Regions from separate parts of the Gossypium arboreum genome. Here region 1 is linked to region 2. Evidence: chromatin contacts called from public Hi-C data. All regions are on one chromosome and are shown on one strand. The core of a region is the stretch at or near the end of the contact, and the rest is flanking DNA. Distances in the headings are between cores, read along the strand shown.

The links. Hi-C and Micro-C count contacts between places; a contact is called where the count stands out from the background.
Region 1: a Hi-C map of leaf shows a contact between it and region 2, with 4 times the contacts expected there. The contact joins the promoter of LOC108479448 here to the promoter of LOC108465656 in region 2. A contact is called at or near these places in 2 of 5 Hi-C or Micro-C datasets (both in leaf).

What each region holds. Positions count from the first base shown.
Region 1 is chr3:58,323,007-58,326,014 of ASM2569848v2, reverse strand. It overlaps LOC108479448 (DNA repair protein RAD16), which reads left to right and starts at 1,473. Exons shown (of 16, transcript XM_017782052.2): 1 at 1,473-1,824; 2 at 2,041-2,139; 3 at 2,277-3,008. The coding sequence starts at 1,779.
Region 2 is chr3:57,670,194-57,673,059 of ASM2569848v2, reverse strand. LOC108465656 (30S ribosomal protein 3-1, chloroplastic-like) reads left to right here and starts at 1,333. Exons shown (of 1, transcript XM_017766028.2): 1 at 1,333-2,096. The coding sequence starts at 1,346. The coding sequence ends at 1,936. LOC108465654 reads right to left here. Exons shown (of 5, transcript XM_017766026.2): 5 at 2,626-2,866. The coding sequence ends at 2,779.

The sequences.
Region 1 (3,008 bases), core at 224-2,723, 650 kb before region 2:
ATATTTATGGACTCACTCGTCAGATTTGTGGCCTAGCAACCATCATTTCCGACACACTGAAAAATGGACTGTTACAATTACCAAATATTCACTTTCTCACTTGTACTTAATTATAACAATTTTATAATTTCAATTTATTATCAAAACTAACCTCAAATACAGTTGAATCAAATCATATTTAAAACACACACACGCGCACACACACACATATATATATATATTATACTATGAACTTACCTAGTATATTCAGCTACTGAGCAGATTTGTAGGGACTAATCTGTGATTTTTTCTTTTTCTCGATTATCCTCCGTACAGTTCAATTCTTGATCTATATAATGATTAAATTCAGTTAATCAATTTCAAATGCACTATCAAATTCATTTCTACGCACATGACCTATAAATTTCATTTTTACAATTTTTTTCCTAAACTTTTACACTTTATTTAATTTAGTCCTTGAAATCAAAACTATTAAAAACTTCACAATTAAAACCAATATATCCAAACCGAATTCAATATCATCCCAAATCAGCTTTCAAACACTTGAAAATTTTCTAAATTTACATGCTAAATTTTACTTATTTTCATATTAGTCCCTAAACTCAAAACTAATAAAAATTCCTTTACAAAATTGTCACAAACAACAACCAAGTTCACAAATTCATCATTTAATCACAAAAACACCTAGAACTTATTAGTGGCAAGTTTCAAAGTCTTTAACAATTTTACAAAATAATCCTTGGGTTAGCTAAATTAGGCTATAACGATATCAAAAATATAAAAATTACTAAAATCGGATAAAAAAATACATTTCATGCAAAGCAACGAAGATGACCAAAAGCTTGAGTGTCCTTCATTAGTGTTTTGGTTTTAAAAGGTGAAGAAGAAAGTTGAAAAAATGGTTTTGTTATAATTTTTTTAGATTTATCATTATTATTAACATATAATTAACATATAAGATTAGTTCAAATACATAACTACCTGTCCACTATATATACATTAAGCTATAGCTATTGTTCCTTCCACTTATTTTAATTAAGTCCTTTAATCAATAAAATTTAATAGTGATTAATGTTTACATATTTTACGATTTAATTTTTTTAATTAATTAACCAAATATTAAGATTTTCGAACCGAACCTTAACATGTCAATATAATATTTAATAAAAATATTATAGGCTCGATTTACAAAAATGAGAACTCGATATTTTATTTTACAAAATTATTTGACTTAGTAAACCACTTAAACTTAACTATTCATTTAATTAACAAAAATATTAAATCTAACCTTTAATATAGAATTATATTTGACTCAGATAAATTAAATAATACTAATTACGGACTCATTGATAAGATTTGTAGCCTCGAAATTACTGTTTTTGATACCACTAAAAACTGACTATTATATGCAAAATAAATACAAGTTGTACTTTTTTTTTAATAAATTTTTTTCATACATTTTTATCTTAAACAAGGTGGAGAGTTATGTGGAGAGTTATCAATCTCATTATTAGAATAGAAATTCAGATATTAACAAAGCAAAATTTTCATTTGCTTAACAATCGAAGTTGGGACAGACTGAAAAGGCTACAGGCTGACTAGGTATAAGTCTATGCTGAGAACTTTCCCGCCGTTTGGGTAGCGTGTCAAGTCAACAATTACAACACCCCACATTCCCGCCGCCCAATCACCTATTTCTTTCTCTCTCACTGATCATTCGTCTTCATTCAATCGGGAACTAAACGTCAAATTCACTCCATTTACATCCTCCTTCCCAAATGCAGCTTCGATCGCGTAAAAGGACCTCCAACTTCTCTACCAATGGTAAAACAATTGCGCTCTCCTACTTTTCTTTTTCCTTTCTTAGGGTTATCTGCCCCTTTCCTACTTTACTATTTTTCTTCTGTAAAGGGGGGTGACCTTTAAACTTCCCTCACTTGGATTTTTTAGGGTTTTCCTTTTTATGTTACTTTCCTCTGGGTCTAACGTTTTTTTTTAATTTTAATTTTATTATTTGGAATTATGTTAATTTTGAAACAGAAGAACACAGCGATAGTTCTGACCAAGCCGATAATTTTATCCAGTTGGATGATCTCTCCGATTCAGAAACCTATGTCCGTTCCTCCGATTCTGATCTAGGTACTTTCCTCCCATAATCATATTAGAGTTCTTTGTCCCCATTTTGGTTGTTTTTGCGTTGCTTTGTAATTTTGGTATACAATAAAATGAGTATTTTTTTGGGGGGCTAAATCAATATAATGAGTACATGGTTGCAGGGGAAGAGGAGATTCTGGACTTAAACCATAAAGCAGTGAAAGCTGCTCCTATCACCATTTCTGATTTTACCGAGCCTCCAACAAACAGAGGCAATGGTGAACAGATACTATCTGAGCAAAATGAAAGCCAGTTTGACTTTAATGTGTCAACCGCGAAGAAGAGAAACAATACAAAAAGGAAAAAGAAGGCTAGGTCTGGGCAACCGTTAATGTGGGAAGTTTGGGAACAAGAGCATGAGAAATGGATTGATGAGAATTTGACGGTAGATGTTGATCTTGATCAACAGAATGCGGTAATAACTGAGACTTCTGACGCATCATCCGACTTAATTATTCCTTTGTTGAGGTACCAAAAGGAATGGTTGGCCTGGGCTCTGAAACAGGAAGACTCAAATACCAAAGGGGGAATCCTTGCAGATGAGATGGGAATGGGGAAGACCATTCAAGCGATAGCCCTTGTCCTTGCCAAACGTCAAGTACTCCATACAATTGGTGAACCCAATGTTTCGTCACAGACTGCAGGTTCATCAACAGATTTGCCCAGGATAAGATGCACCCTTGTTATTTGTCCGGTTGTTGCGGTGAGTCAGTGGGTAAGTGAGATTGATCGGTTTACTTCAAGGGGAAGCACCAAGGTGTTGGTTTACCATGGTGCCAATAGAGGGAAAAATGTGAAACAGTTCTCAGAATATGATTTTGTAATAACAACATATTCGATTGTTGAGGCTGAAT
Region 2 (2,866 bases), core at 84-2,583:
ACATTTTATTATTTCGAGACGAGAAGATCTTTAACATTCAAGTGTTTCTACAAAAAGAGGGATCGTATTTTAAAGTCTTTCAAGTTTTCAAAGTTTCGACACTAAGACACTAATTAATCAACTAGGTACCAATTTTTGGGCGTCACGAGGGTGCTAATCCTTCCTCGTACGTAACCAACTCCCGAACTCATTTTCTGATTCTCGTAGACCAAAAATTATCGTTTTAGTAAATCTTAACTTTTATTAAAATGATTAATTTAAGGTGACCCGATCACACCTCATAAAAAAGGATTGGTGGCGACTCCCATTGTTTGTTTTCATTTTCAAAATCAAAGTCGACCCCGTTTTCCAAAAAAATAGTTTCGACAATATTAATTATATCCTTTTTTTAAAAATATTTTTATAATTTAATAATTAAATTGGTGAACGATTAAAAATAACACTAACTCAATAAAATATTTAAATATAAGTATAAGTTTAAATAATATAAAATTCACCTGCATATATCAAAATTGGGTTCCACTATATTGAAATTAAAGTTTAAACATAAACAAGCATACCGATATGTTTCTTTATTAAAATAAATGGCGTTAATTTAAGATAATAAGTAATGTAAATTTATGAGCACCATAACTTGTATTTAGAGGAGTTTATTGGTAGGTTATCTCCAGTTTAAGCGTAATATTAATATATTTTATATTTGTTTAAGTTCAGTTTGACCAAAAATTTAAATTTAAAATTTTGTTCAAACCCGTCTATATTTGTAAAAGACTAACCCAAACTTATTTTAGACTCGTCCATATTATTTTTTAATTTAAAAAACTTATATTATATTATTTTAATATTTAATAATTTTATACATTTTTTATTTATTGAATTTTTATATAGTCACCTTAACATTATTTTAATATTTACATTAGAGTATAGGTTTATTTTTTTTATTGAGTTCTAAATTTCATAATATATAAAAATAACATAATATAAATATTATAAAATTAAAACGGATCGAGCCGAGTCAGGTTAGGCTTTTGAATGTTTAAGCCTAAGTCTGACCCATATTTTAAACGGACTTAATTTTTTTATTTAAGCTCATTTTTTAGACCTATTATTTTTGTCTAAATCCTCCTAAATTTTAAACATAACTGTGGGCTTAGATGAATAATCGACCCATGAACAGATGTATCGTATTTTAACATAATATAGAGCGCTCATTTGGTTAAGACATACATATATGTTAATAACAAATTAAAAAGAAATTTGAAGAAGAAATTATATCAAAGTATAGAGCTAAGAGGTTAAAGGAGCAAACCGAGTATAATTAAAACATAGGATCCAATCCAAGCCCATGTCCTCCTATTCCTACCATTGCCCCATATCCCTTATCCACAAAGCAGCTTTTAAGACTCGCATCGTCACATCTCTCTCTCTCATTCTGCAATACAAAATGTTATCCATGGCTACTTCATCTACACTCCATACTACTTTCACTTGTCATTCCTTTCGTTATCAGAAATCCTTTAACACCCCCTTTTGCCTTAACAAAAATCCCATTTTGAAGAAAACAATCAAAACTCCAACACTAACTGCTTCGGCTGCCACGGAAGCTGTCACTGAGACTGAAACACCATCCGACTTCATCATTCCTCAGAAACCTGAGGTGGTGGTCAAGCAAGTTGGAAAGCCAAGACTGGTTTTGAAATTCATATGGATGGAAAAGAACATCGGGCTTGCCCTTGATCAAGTCATACCGGGCCACGGCACTGTTCCTCTAAGTCCATATTTCTTCTGGCCAAGGAAAGATGCCTGGGAAGAGCTCAAGGCCACTCTAGAAAGTAAGCCTTGGATTTCTCAGAAGAAGATGATTATCCTTCTCAATCAGGCCACTGATATCATCAATCTATGGCAGCAAAGTGGTGGCAACCTTTCCCAGAGCTAGATGTGCATTTCTTTATATAATTTTTTTTGTCTTAGCTATGCAAAATGGCCTCGGTTAATCAACTGAATTTGAGAATGTTTGGTTTGAAACCTCTTAGCTCTGAACTAAGATATGAATTGTTGGTTTTAATACGATAACAAACACTGCTGAATTGTTGGTATTTCCCTAGTGATCCACATATTTGTAGATTTTTCATCCTTGTTAGATATGAATCTTTACCAAGTTAGTTTTTTTTCATGATCATTACATGTCATTGATGTAGATGGTATACGAATTTGATGCTAGTTTTTATAGAATTACCTTAGCTTTGTATAATTTTACCAGCCAAAGCATTGTCGAGGAAAATCTATTTAATTTGGGTAGCCTGTGGAGGTAGATGCAAACATGCATTTGCCTAGGTGTCTTTAACTTGTACTGATTGAAGATAAATGAAATAATGTTTCTGCTAAAAGGACAATATTTCATCTTCTTGTTCAATATTGCAACTTAATTTCATCTTCTTCCCCTTTTGGGGATTTATATTTAATGCACTCACATAACCATGAGTCCCTTATTTTGGTTCCACGATTTCTCTTGTGTGTAGTCATTAAGCCTATGCAAGTTGTGTTGCATTCTGGTTTTTTCCTTGCAGGATGATACGTACTTGCATGCTAAGGCAAGGTAGTATAATTATGTTTGGGAACTTCGACTTGTTTTCCAACATATTTTTCTTCGAAAATAATTCCAAAAATGTTAACATCGAGTTTACGTCTCAAGAAAATAAACAAACAAGGGGAAACAAACAAACAAACTTATAGACCCGACTGATACCATAATGCAACTCGCCAAACGTCAAAATGAAATCAGTATACTGAGGCTCCGCAGCAGCCACGAACTTGTCTAGTCCTTACAGAAAACGGCGCCTTATTCATGGTAAAGGGTCGTTTACCT